Linked DNA regions of Mus musculus: all the other regions are linked to region 1. A link is a contact called in public Hi-C and HiChIP or PLAC-seq data. All regions are on one chromosome and are shown on one strand. Each heading gives the region's core, a stretch centred on a gene start, on an enhancer-like site or on the middle of the called end of the contact. The rest is flanking DNA. Distances are from core to core; before and after follow the strand shown.

Region 1 (4,085 bases), core at 1,013-3,512:
ACTTCCCCAGCCCCACTAAGCAACTTTTAGCAGCTATGATTTACAAAATGGTGCTTTATTGTACTGCCACAAAGAAAACTGCTTCCCCCTTTCTTTTCCTCATTATAGCCTTTTAGATTTCATCCAAACTTCCCTTTGAAAAACCTTCAGTTCAAAAGTAAACAGGTGCTATCTAAGTAAATTCATGTTTTATGCATGTGATATATCAACATGGTTCTGCTAAATGGTTCTCATGGCTTAGGCTATCACACGCTTATAAGATGCGACTTCTTATACATCAAACTCCTCCCAGTTTATCAAAATTAATTATTGGAACCATATGACTTTACTTACATGGGATACTTAGAGTACTCATGCACAGAGAGACAGAAGATAGAATTATAGACGATAGATAGACAGGTACTGTCTGTCCGTGGGAGTAACCACTCCTTAAAAGATTGGGATAAGGGCTAGAACGATGGCTCAGTGGCTAAGAGCACTGATTGCTCTTCTGGAGGTCCTGAGTTCAATTCCCAGCAACCACATGGTGGCTCACAACCATCTGTCATGGGATTTGATGCCCTCTTCGGGTGTGTCTGAAGACAGCTACAGTGTACCTACATAAAACAAATAAGTAAATCTTTAAAAAAACGAAACAAGGAAAAAAGATAGATATATCTACCTTAACAAGGTAAAACCATTCTGGATTTTCCTGTGTAAATTATGAACACACTTAGCATCACTTAACTGTATATTTAGCAACAATTGTGCTTTCCAAAATAATGTAGTTTTTCAATTTAGTTTTATATTAAATTTTACTAAATACAAATACAGAAATTTATCTGTTGAAATATTTAATACATTTCTTTGTTGAGAGTGAATTGTGTTGAAAAGGAAAATATTCATTGGATTAGCACAGTAAACCAAAGCTGTCCTGTAAGGTAGTTAGTGGCAGCAGAGGTGAAACTGTGGTGTTGTGGATTTGGCCCCCCAAATTGCATGGGAATCTGTGCATGTGCACATAAGACACTCAGAGACCCTGTCCCCAGTTAGTTTTGATTGGTAAATAAAGTTGCCAGTGGCCAATGGCTGGGCAGGGAGACAGAGGCAGGACCTTAGGATCCCCGGGAAAGGACCAAGGGAAAAGGAAGAGGACAGTTGCCATGCTGGAATATATTTTAGTAAGTAATAACTCAGGAATATCTGAGGGGAAGTGTTACCCACATGAAAGTTTTAAGGCATATTAAAATACAAGGCTGTGTGTATGTGTCTTCCATTTTTGGGAACCCAGATCATCAGGGCAGGTGTGGCCATCACAGAATCGAATATATTATATAAAAAATCCATTTGCAATAAAAGAGAAAAAAAAGAGATGGTTCCTGGCAGTCCAAATTCTTAGGAAAGACCTGGAGAGGTGACTCAGGCATTGAAGACTTAGGCTCCCTAAACAAAAAGACAAGGATTTAACTCAGGAAAGAAACCAAGATTGTGTGGACTATAAAGAAAAAAGCCGCCTACTTTTATTTTTTTGAATATTTATTTGTATTATAAAACGGATTAATAATAAAATAGGTAATAAAGTAATAAGCAAATAAATAAATTGTGTGTGTGTGTGTTTTTTTTATATGTGTATCCTACACAGTCCAGAAAAGGGCCTGTGTTCCCTGGAGCTAGAGTTACAAGCAGTTGTGAATCAACATATGTGAGAACTCAGACGTGGGTCCTCCGAAAGAGCTGTATGAACTCGGTTAACTGCGGAACTATCTCTCCACTCCACTTTGAAATGCTCAGTTGTGTTATTTGCCACAAAATATAGATTCAAATTCTTACTGATTATACATTAAATTTATAGTAATTGTATATTTCTAAACTAACCTCTAAGTTCAGAAATTAATCAATGATGCTTGACTTTCGGCCCTCCAAACTTCTACACCATTGCTACTATAATTTCTTATATAACTGACTTCTGGCTAGATTACCGAAGTCATCTGTTGCCCTTTGGGAAGAAGATGTGCCTTGTAATGGGGAGGTCTATTTCTTTGCTTTCTTTCCTAACTGGGCCTTAGCATTCTATTTGACATTTTTGCCCTGTATATGTGGTATATTTCCCTCAGGAACTTGAGGGCACGTGTAAACAGGAAAACCACAGGGGGCTTAATAATCGTGAGTAACGGCACTGGAAAACAGGGCACACCTGCAGCACACATTCGCCTTCTACCCCCTTGAATGGAACTGTGGTCAGGGACTCCAGGGAGCCAGGTATGAGGTTTTCAATTAATAGATGACAAAAGAAATATTAATAGTCCCACCACATGACCGATTCCTTTCTGTATGAACTAGGACTATATACAGTGTGTAGAAACAGAATGATAAGCCACCAGGCAAGGTGGTAATTGAAGAGGGAGTTGCAGGAAATCTAGGTGAGAACGGCAGGCATATTTGACACTTGTCTTCCTTATGGTCCCAGAATGGCACTTGAGAAGCTGCTTGTATGATTAAGAGAGGAAACCTAGGAACAGCGACAGAGTCAATAATGTAGGAACAACATGGAGGCTGCGTGGCTGAAAGATGAGATCAGGACAGTGGAAAGGCTCACTGTAATGAACAGAGCCCATTCCCGGAGCGGCGCAATCAGCATCATCAACGTGATTAGAAACATTCACAGCATTGCAAAGAATAGGTGCTCAACATCCAGCAGGGCCTGATTCACGAGCGCACGTGTGTGTGTGTGTGTGTGTGTGTGTGTGTGTGTGTGTGTGTGTATCTGGATAGAGTGAGAGGGGTCATCAATGCCAGCCGGAATGCTGTAGAAAAAAATACGGCGGTGGGGACTTCTCGGGGTGATGTAAATGGGAAATCCCAAAGAACTCTGGGACAGGTTCCAGCTCTTTCACAGTGCAGGGCACTATGATACCGCAAGGGCTTCCCAGTCCTCCTGAGGGCACTAGCACCCCACCCAATATTGATGTCTTCTCCTTTTCCTGCTTCATAGTGTTTAAGTAACAAACGTGGGAAACAAAAAGGATACATTTATATATAGCTAGATATGGATCTTTATTTCTGGGTCAGAGGAAATCAGAAAAGCTAAGAAAACTACCAGACAACTCTAGAAACAGTCTTTAGAGTAACGGCAGCTGGAGAGAGCAAAGGCAGCCATTCCACGTCTGGGAAGAGCAGGGACCCATGGCTGCCCCCAAACAACTTCCACGTGGACCCTGTCAGTCATAGACAGATCCATACTTACATGTTTACTATTTTTCAGCTATGCTGCTACAAAGAGAAGATAATTAAATAATTTCTACCAGACACCCAGATGTAACAGTATTATTTGGTGAGCTGAGCTGTAAGATTTAAAAGGGAGATAATGTTTAAAGTTTTCTGTATAAGACAATCAAAGAAAAATTCTAAGTGTTAATTACCATGGGGTTTCACTTCTAACTGAATCATGTGAATTGAGTGGTACCTAGAGAAACCTTTAAAGATGCCCTATTTAAGTACAGGATACACCATTAAACATGTCATCTGAACGAATAATAGCACAGTCCAGATTCTTTTTTTCCACAACCCCCTGATTCCATATTAGTAGTGACATAAGGCTAAATGTCATTGTTATTTTCTTCTCCTTATGCAGCTAGAGTTTATTGGCCTTCATTGCTTCCTGCTGAGGCATCTTTTTATATTAGTTCCCACACAGTGTGATTTGAAAAGTCTGCCTTCACGGAGGGTTCCAGAACACACTGTCCTTCTTCCTCTTGTGATTCTCACTGTTTTCTGGCACGATTCCCCCACTACCTGGAAGTGGCTGGCAAACCTCTGTGTGCTCCCCAAACATCCACACATTATGATATATGCTCATGCCTATGTCTTTTTTTTTTAAACTAGTTTTTCCCACCAGCTTTATTGACACTGCAGGATCTGGGGGTCACCTGAAAACTCTGCTGTTTTGCCTTTCCCCCTGACTCCTGGATGAAGACTTCCAGACAGGCACTGTCTGTATGGAATTCTTCTACAAGGAGTGGCATACTGATGTCTGACCTGGCCCTGAGCAGCGGGTCTTCATGTGTTGTGTCTTTCATGGGGTGTTATGCAGTACTGGGCTTCATTAA
Region 2 (4,085 bases), core at 1,098-3,597, 350 kb before region 1:
AGCAAGTCTGCCATCAGAATTTATTAATGATTTAATTATTAAAACACCTTGCTTTTTTGAGAAAAGAGGCTGTTTGTATTTCATAGAACTGATCAAGGTATTCTCCTGGTGTCCAGGAGTGAGTTCAAATTTGATGAGACCTGGAGCTTATTTAAAGTTAAGAAAACAAAATTAGATATGCTGACTTGAATCCCACTCAAGTCTTTCCCCATCTCTTTCAGTACTTGGCTACATTGGATTCACCTGTGTACCTGGGTGGACATGGAATCCAGTCTTTTTACTTTGAAGAACATAGACTCTAAAAAGAGCGATGTGAATGGATTTGGAGAGCTTCTTTATTCCAAAAGGAAAATTTTAGCAAACTTTGAACATAAAGCTCCCAAGGAGACAGACCCTGAGTCAGAGGAATGCTGTCTCATGTTAAAACAGAGCTTTTGGAGCCCTTGGTACAAAGTACAACTTGTCACTAACAACTGAGAGAGGAGGAGGGGGAGGAGGAGGAGGGGGAGGAGGAGGAAGAGGAAGAGGGAAGGCCTGATGAGATGGCTCAGCAGACAAAAGCGCTTGTTGCTAGGCTTTGACGACTTGAGTTCTGTATCAATAACCCACATAGTAGAAGAAGAGAACGGACTCTCACAAGTAGTCCTTTTATCTCTACACATTCGTTATAGTGAGCACTTGTTCATGTATACACATACACACACATACACACACACACACACATACACACACACACACACATACACACACACACACATACACACACACACACATACACATACACACACACATACACACACACACACATACATACACACACACACACACACACATACACACACACACACACACACAGAGTGTAAGACAAAGTCAAAGAAACAGACAAAACAAAAAGGTATACATTTGCCTTATACATAACCCTTGCCACTTACATTTTAACCAGAGAGAACTTGGCTTTTGATGAGACAAGAGGAAGAACTTAATTAAGGTTCTGGTCTATACTTTGACTATGGGCAGTGTTTCCCACTGACTAGCTTATGGCTACAGTGTTCTATACTATAAGCCTTTTCGGCAGCTGATGTTGGACATGGGGATAACATGAGTCCCTCAGGCCTTGCATCACTGCATCACTAATGTGAGCGGGCACCATCGGCAGAGAGGGGATTCCTCCAGCTCATCATACTCCTGGCAGTAAGATCCCAATGCAGACAGTGATGGTGAACCACACAGTTCTTAACATCTCCTCAACTCAACTTCCCCTTAGCTAAACTTGGCCCACAGACAACCCAACACATCGATTTCAAAAAACATGACAGGAATCTGGAGAGAAGGAGGCAGTCATCTTAGCTGATCTTGCAATTAATTTTATACAAACAAACTTCTGTTGTCTGGACTTTAAATATCTCCTAAAAGCCCACGTGTTAAATGCTTGATCTCCAGCCTGGGGTGCAACTGAGAGGCAGCAGAACTCTGGCAAGTCGAGCCTAGTGGAAGGAAGTTAGCTCGCTGGGGATGTGTCCCTGAAGGGAATGCAAGGACCCTTTCCCCTCCTCCCCTCCCTGAGGGGAATGCCATTACTAAACAAGGAGAGGTAGACACTAGCCTCTCTCCTTCCCTATTCTTTTACCCAGCCCTGTAGAGCACTGCTAATGTGGAGGAAATGCAGCTCTTGCATTCTGTGAATGGGCTACATAGAATGGGACAAACTGTGGTAGCGACGTGGTGGCAGAGTCAGCCTCCCAACTAAAACAGAGCTGATCTGACTAAACAGACACGTCCCTTCTTCCCTCCTTGTGACAGACTTAACTGATTCAGCATTTGAAAACAGACACTAAGGCGGCATATTTGTGCTTTCTAGTTAGCATTCCTTTGTTAGAAACTCGTCCTCAGGCACGCAGACTATTCCTAGGCTTGCTTATACCTAGAAACAGATTGGAGGAAGTTGAGTGAGTGACAGGTCCTCGCCTGCAATGCTTTAAGGAAGTGCCTGTCAGGTAGGCAGGCAGCCAGATGACAAGTCCACACACTTCATCAACTCCACTGTACACAAAGGGCGAGGTAAGACTGCACATTCTCTATGGGTTAAGAAAACAAAGGGGAGTGCATGGCTCATAAAGCTTCAAATATATATGATCTGGCCCACTGCAGGAAAAGCACACTAAGCCTTGGATCAACAGTAAATTATATGAGGGAGGGCACTCAATTGTCCCTTGAACAATGTTTACAAACTGCATGTCACCACTGATAGCAGGCTGTGACATTAACTTGTTGTTTGAAGTCAGGACGGTATGACACTATTATCTCAACCAAAACTTAGACACTGAAACCATGACCTTCAGTGTCTTGGAATGTCTCTGTGTTCGGGGATAAAGCATTAGACATTGTCCTGTCCCTGACACTGCTAACTGAAGCTTTGCTTGTTACAAAGCCTGATCAGGTCTTGCTATGATTCATGGGGCTTTGGTCATAATTAAGTGAGGTCTTTGGGGTGGGCCTTAATCCAGTATAACTAGAGTCCTTACAAGAGAAGAAATTTGGGGGGCTGGAGAGATGGCTCAGCAGTTAAGACACTGACTGCTCTTCCCGAGGTCCTGAGTTCAAATTCCAGCAACCACATGGTGGCTCACAACCATCTGTAATGGGATGCGATGCCCTCTTCTGGTGTATCTGAAGCTACAGTATACTCTTATACATTAAATAAATATTTTTTTTTAAAGAGAAGAAATTTGGATATAGTCACTCCAAGATGCCCATTAGCACCAACTCTGCTGACACCTTGACTGTAGGACCTTCAAAACATAAATATGCATAAATTTTAGAAATATGAGAAAGACTGACTAGGCAATGTCTATGAGCTCTGTACAGTAAAATAATGTTTATAAAATTTAATTATATATTACATGTGTGTATACTTAGTTTTAATGTGTGATATACATTTTCCATATGGGTCATGGTAAAACAAAAATTTGGATAGCCACTTGCTTAGAACAGATGTGCTCAGTGGATTTTTTTTTTCTTTTGGTTTTTCAAGACAGGGTTTCTCTGTATAGCCCTGGCTGTCCTGGAACTCATTCTGTAGACCATGCTGGCCTCAAGCTCAGAAGTCCACCTGCCTCTGTCTCCCAAGTGCTGGGATTAAAGGCATGTGTCTCCACTGCCTGGCACTCAGTGGATTTTTTAAGAGTACCTGCATTATTCTATCCAGGTCCTTATTGGGGTTGCTGACAATTTTTATACTTTACTGTTCTTTGTCTATAAAGAGGACTGCCCATTTGTTGTCCCCCACTTCTGATCTGATGCTGCAATCTCTTATGACATCACATCATAGACTTTACCATGAACAAAGCTGTTTCTCCCAAGGTCAGAGTTCACTTTGCTTTGCTTTGTAGCCATGCTCAGAACAAATGGTGGATTTGGGATGCAGCAGATGTCTCCAATATTCATCATCTAAGCAGCATAGCTTCCATCACTAGGCAAAAGCCCTCCACAGTCCTTTAGGGAGCCAATTCTGGTCATCTGTCCCATGGCACAGGCACAGGCACATGGCACAGGCTGGTGAAGGCCTTCCCTGATACTTGACATGTATGTGGTCCTTTGTTTAACCACTTGGATCTCTCTTGGAGCCGGTTTTCCTTCTGTACAGATGGGTTCTCTCTATGGGACAAAGCTCAGTTGTCTTTGGCCTTTGTCTGGCAAGTGATGATCCCATGACCTGTGGCTGGTCTTTCAGCCATGCCTCAGTAGTAGGCTTATAAGGCTGGAAGCTGGACTTAGTACCAGGTGAATGAGAGGAATGAAGGTTATAAACTAGAAATTATTACCCTTAAACGCCATTAAAGAAATGCATGCCATATACGGGAAACCACCCCATTGGGTCAATAACTGAACTAAATCAATTAGTAGGCAATTAAAAGAAAAATTTTCATAGTATTGGTTTAGAGGAAGAGTCATTGTACACAATGGTTGAATAAAAATTAGGACTCCTACAGACATAACCATTATTCTCTCATTTTAACTTTAATTAAGAAAAACCTGGAGGGAAATTTGTATGGAAATAAAAGGGCATCTTCAAACTGAGGTTCATT
Region 3 (4,085 bases), core at 660-3,159, 310 kb before region 1:
CCCATCTCTAATAAAGTACAAACACCTAATGCTCTAACAACAACTCCTAGCCTTTCTCTTCATGTCATGACTTATATAAGAAGAGCTTTGGGAACAGTCACAACCCTGCTCAAAGAGCTGAAAACTAAGAGCTGACGTGTGGCTCTGAGGCAGTTCACCTGCAGATGAGGGCACAAACTGGGAAAGCTCAGACTGGGGGTTGGACAAGATGAAGAGTTCAGAATGGAGTGAGTTTAAGGACCACAGAATTGAGCTTAAGACGATGGGAAACTTTCCACAGGCGACATGGACAACACGAAGCAGACAACTATCATGGCTGCAGAACTCTATATCACAGGACCATGGCAGCTATGCCCAGGTGGTTCAAAGCCTTCCTGCCTGGCTTCTCACTCTCTTTTCTGCCTCTACACCCACCAAAACATACTATTACCTCTTCTCCACCCTAATGACAACCCAGCCACTTACAGCATCTGTGGTTCTCTGCACTGGTGCTCTTTAAAAGGACCGCGGTCCCAAAATAAACACGTGTGTGGCATTTAAAGCTGTGGTAAAAGTTAAATCCCAACCGACTCAGCAGGAAGATTTTGTTTCTTAACCTAAGAAATAAGCGAGGTGGATAACTAGACAAACTGACTTCGCTTTCTCATATACCACCCAGCAGGAAGGCACCAAAACAGATTTTAGATATTCACAGCAATCCCTTGCTGATAATCTTTTTTTTCTTTCTAAATATGAATTCTGTTTTCTAATCAGCTATCAGTGGGGAATAATGATTCAAGAATAATTACCTCTCCAGTCTGGCCCTCAGACGTTTTAATGAAGAAACATGCTTAAAAAGTCAGAACACAATAAGCGCGTGCTCCCCTCTTCCCTTCCAAAGCAGAGAGAGGGACAGGATGGAAGACTGACAGGCACCCTCGAACTCCATTACATACCACACAATTCTCTAACGGCCCCCGTCTGTGCTGCTGAATTTGCAGCTGCTCTGAGCTCCACTCTCTGCTAGGCCTACGGCCCTGAAAAGTGCTGCATGAAGGCACTGCCTTTACTGTAAAGGATCCAAATGTACCCTGGGTTACACACCCACAGCGTTATGGGCAACAGAGGGAAAGAGTGTGGTATGGGAATGGTGCGGCCACTTACTCCACAGTATCGATCCCCATTAAATATCTGAGGTGGCAGAGGGTTGCCCTGCGCAGGCTTCTTCTCAGGGGGAATGTTTTTGTACATCCACTGCCTCTGTTCTTCCGACATGGTGATGTCCACTTCCTCGAACTCTATCTTGTTGGCTTCCAGAAACCGAACCACATCCTGCTGCTTCTTCTTGATCTAGAGAGAAGATAAACAAAGAGAGATGCTTACCTGGTGCACACATTTGCAGATTAGCCTGTTCTAGATTCCCTGTGGTCCGAGGGGATATGCACACTGCTCTCATTGTCTAGGCCAGGACAGAACCAGCTCTAATGCAGTGACTCCCACACCTAGACAACCCAAGAGGCTGAGGCTCAACCCTGATGCCCGCAAGGACAGAGGATGAGGGGACAGGTGAGATGGGATGGGCCACTCTCCACCTCCCCATCCTTCTGAAAGCTGATATTTACAATCAGGTAAGCCCCCACAGCTTAGGACCATTTGTAGGATCATTTGTAAGCCATGCATATCCCATCTGAGATGGACACTTCGGTGACCAAGGAAGAGCAGCAACCCTGCTATTCCTCTTGGGTTTTCCACAGCTACAATCATGACCAGGAAATAATTCTTTTATCAATTCACAAGAGGAAACATGACTCCCTCCTCACTTCTGTGAGGGTGAGACTAAGCCACAAAGCATCTTTCAGCCAACTCTGTCTTAACCCTTTTTATTCCTCCTCTGATTCTCCAAGGTTCCCTCTCCAGTCACTAGGGGTCAGCTGCGCTCCTCAGCAGCTTCGGCTGCATCAGCATGTCCTCGGATGAAGCCAGTATTCACTGTGTTAAACATGTCTTAAGCAGATTAAACATAAAACATGGCTGCCTTTTCTAAGTGACCAAAGAAGCAGCAATTTAAAAAAAAAATGTAAGGAATGAACAGACAGCCCAAAGCCTGAAGAACAAACTCTCACACAGATTTCCTCTACCTCCATCCATAGGTCCCCTTAGAGATCACCAGCAGTATGTGACTCTGAGGTTGGAAATCTGTAATATGCTATAATAAAATGGCTCTGATCAGCGGGTCTGAGAATGACTAACAGGACGGGGCAGTTCTCCAGACGCAGATAAAGTGCTGCCAAATAGCACATTGATAAGCCCACATACATGAAGCTGAGCTTCCTGTGTGGTGTTATAAATGAAGCCATCTTTCATTTTTAAAAAAAGAGACTGTTTTCCCTCACATGGGATGCATAATTTCAGAAATGTGCTTTTATTGTTTTGAAACTTTAACCTGAGGGCAAAAACAATTACTCACTCAGCGTGAAAACTAAGAAAGTGATTTTACTGCTTCTGTCTTACAGTTAAGAAAGCCAAGGTCAAGAGTGATTCCCCAGTGTTTGATCGAGGTCTGACGGCTGGTGTGCTGTTAAAACACTCAGTGCCACTCTCCTGCCTTATACCCTCCTTTTGTCATCCTCCCTCTGCCCTGAGGGACCATGCACACTTCTGGGCAGGGCTTTCATGATCCACTTCCTGAATGTAAAAAGCCCCAAATTCTGAGATCATAAAGCAGTGGCCTACAGTCCTGCTAACCCAGGCAGCACGTGTCAGAATCCAGAGGAGTGGGAATGGAGCTCAGCTTCTTAAGACTGCCCTGACCCTCATATGGGTCCCATAACTGTCAGGGGGTAGGGGTGGCAAAAAACAGTAACAGGTTTTGAACTCACAACAGGTCAAATACTAATTCCAACTCAACATATAATGAGCCTGGGGTGGCAGCATTCATCCATGAGGTATGGCATGACGTCCCTGCATCCTAGGTTCTGAACAGAATGCTCTCATCACAACACTCATGGCTGACCAATGCTGCCTGAAGCACCTTGGCTGGAGAATACTGTGTGTTACGAGAGGCACATTTTATATTTCGTACATGTAATATATTTAGGAGCATTATCTTGTTGGTGTATTTGTAACCTTTGCTACTGGAAAAGTACCACATGATGAATGATGAAATCTTGTCTCAGTCTGTAGTGGTGGCTGTAATGAAACACCACAGACCGGGTGACCTATGAAACAGGGAAGTCTGTTTCTGCTCATTCTGGAAGCTGAGAAGCCCAGGATCAAAATGTTAGCCCAGGATCAAAATCTGACCATTTCCTGGGTCACGGATGGAAGGAGCCCTTCTGTATGACCCCACTTGGAGGAAGAAACAAGTCAGGTCCCTGGGGCCTTATCCTTAGGGACACTAATCTCATTCCTCACCTCTCAACAGCTTCCTCCTGATTCCATCATATCAGACACCAGATTTAAACACATACATTGGAGGGGACACAAACAGTCCACACACAGCAGCATCTTTATAAAGGCTCCCAGTGCATGTCCCAATACTACTCCAGGTAAAAGCCTACAAGTGAGACTCATGAGCCCCCTGCCTCTGCCCTTTTGGCACATCTAACTGGCATGTGCTACCACAACAGGCACGATGAGTAGCATTCAACTGTCAAACTGCACAGATAGCTTTCAGGCTCCTGATGGACCCGTGCTAATCTGCTTTTACCAAGGCTGTAGCCATCCACAGGACTATAAGCAGTGCCTCAAGAGTGTCCAGCTTTTAACACCCTCCTCCTATGGCCAGGACCTCAAAGCTGCGTGAAATGACCCAAACCACTAAAACTTAAAGACATTAACACTGACAATGCTCAGAGATGAAGGGATAGGTCCCAAACAGAGATGACTGATGGACTTGGGGCAAAAGGGTGTGTTTCACTCACAGTTCTATAAAACACTCTCAGCAAATGCAGTAGGAGAGGAACTCAGTCAGGACAGGAACCTGAAGGCAAGGGCTGATGAAGAGGCCATGGAGGGGAGCTGTTTACTGGCTTGTTCACCATGCTTCCCTATAGAACCCAGGACCACCAGCCCAGGGATGGCCCCACCTACAATGGACTGGGCTC

The links. HiChIP or PLAC-seq counts read pairs in DNA pulled down with a chosen protein or histone mark. Hi-C and Micro-C count contacts between places; a contact is called where the count stands out from the background.
Region 2: a contact with region 1 is called in a Hi-C map of the G1E-ER4 cell line, with 2.2 times the contacts expected there. The contact joins two enhancer-like sites. A contact is called at or near these places in 1 of 15 datasets of contacts at CTCF or cohesin (large pre-B cells), 2 of 484 Hi-C or Micro-C datasets (the G1E-ER4 cell line and liver) and 1 of 115 datasets of contacts at active chromatin or transcription factors (large pre-B cells).
Region 3: a contact with region 1 is called in a RAD21 HiChIP or PLAC-seq map of pro-B cells, with 4 times the contacts expected there. The contact joins two enhancer-like sites. A contact is called at or near these places in 1 of 15 datasets of contacts at CTCF or cohesin (pro-B cells) and 1 of 9 other capture datasets (liver).

Annotation. Positions count from the first base shown.
Region 1 is chr9:83,264,753-83,268,837 of GRCm38.p6, reverse strand. No RefSeq gene overlaps it. Among named protein-coding and RNA genes, the nearest start is that of Gm27216, 12 kb to the right of the region's middle. Within about 2 kb of position 2,262, at least 9 of the 459 cell types and tissues checked have an H3K27ac peak or open chromatin away from gene starts, as enhancers often do. A contact at or near this core is called in pro-B cells, where this site is marked.
Region 2 is chr9:83,614,368-83,618,452 of GRCm38.p6, reverse strand. No RefSeq gene overlaps it. Among named protein-coding and RNA genes, the nearest start is that of Gm39384, 43 kb to the right of the region's middle. Within about 2 kb of position 2,347, at least 26 of the 459 cell types and tissues checked have an H3K27ac peak or open chromatin away from gene starts, as enhancers often do.
Region 3 is chr9:83,574,680-83,578,764 of GRCm38.p6, reverse strand. It overlaps Sh3bgrl2 (SH3 domain binding glutamic acid-rich protein like 2), which reads right to left. Exons shown (of 4, transcript NM_172507.5): 2 at 1,144-1,329. Among named protein-coding and RNA genes, the nearest start is that of Gm39384, 3.6 kb to the right of the region's middle. Within about 2 kb of position 1,909, at least 57 of the 459 cell types and tissues checked have an H3K27ac peak or open chromatin away from gene starts, as enhancers often do. A contact at or near this core is called in pro-B cells, where this site is marked.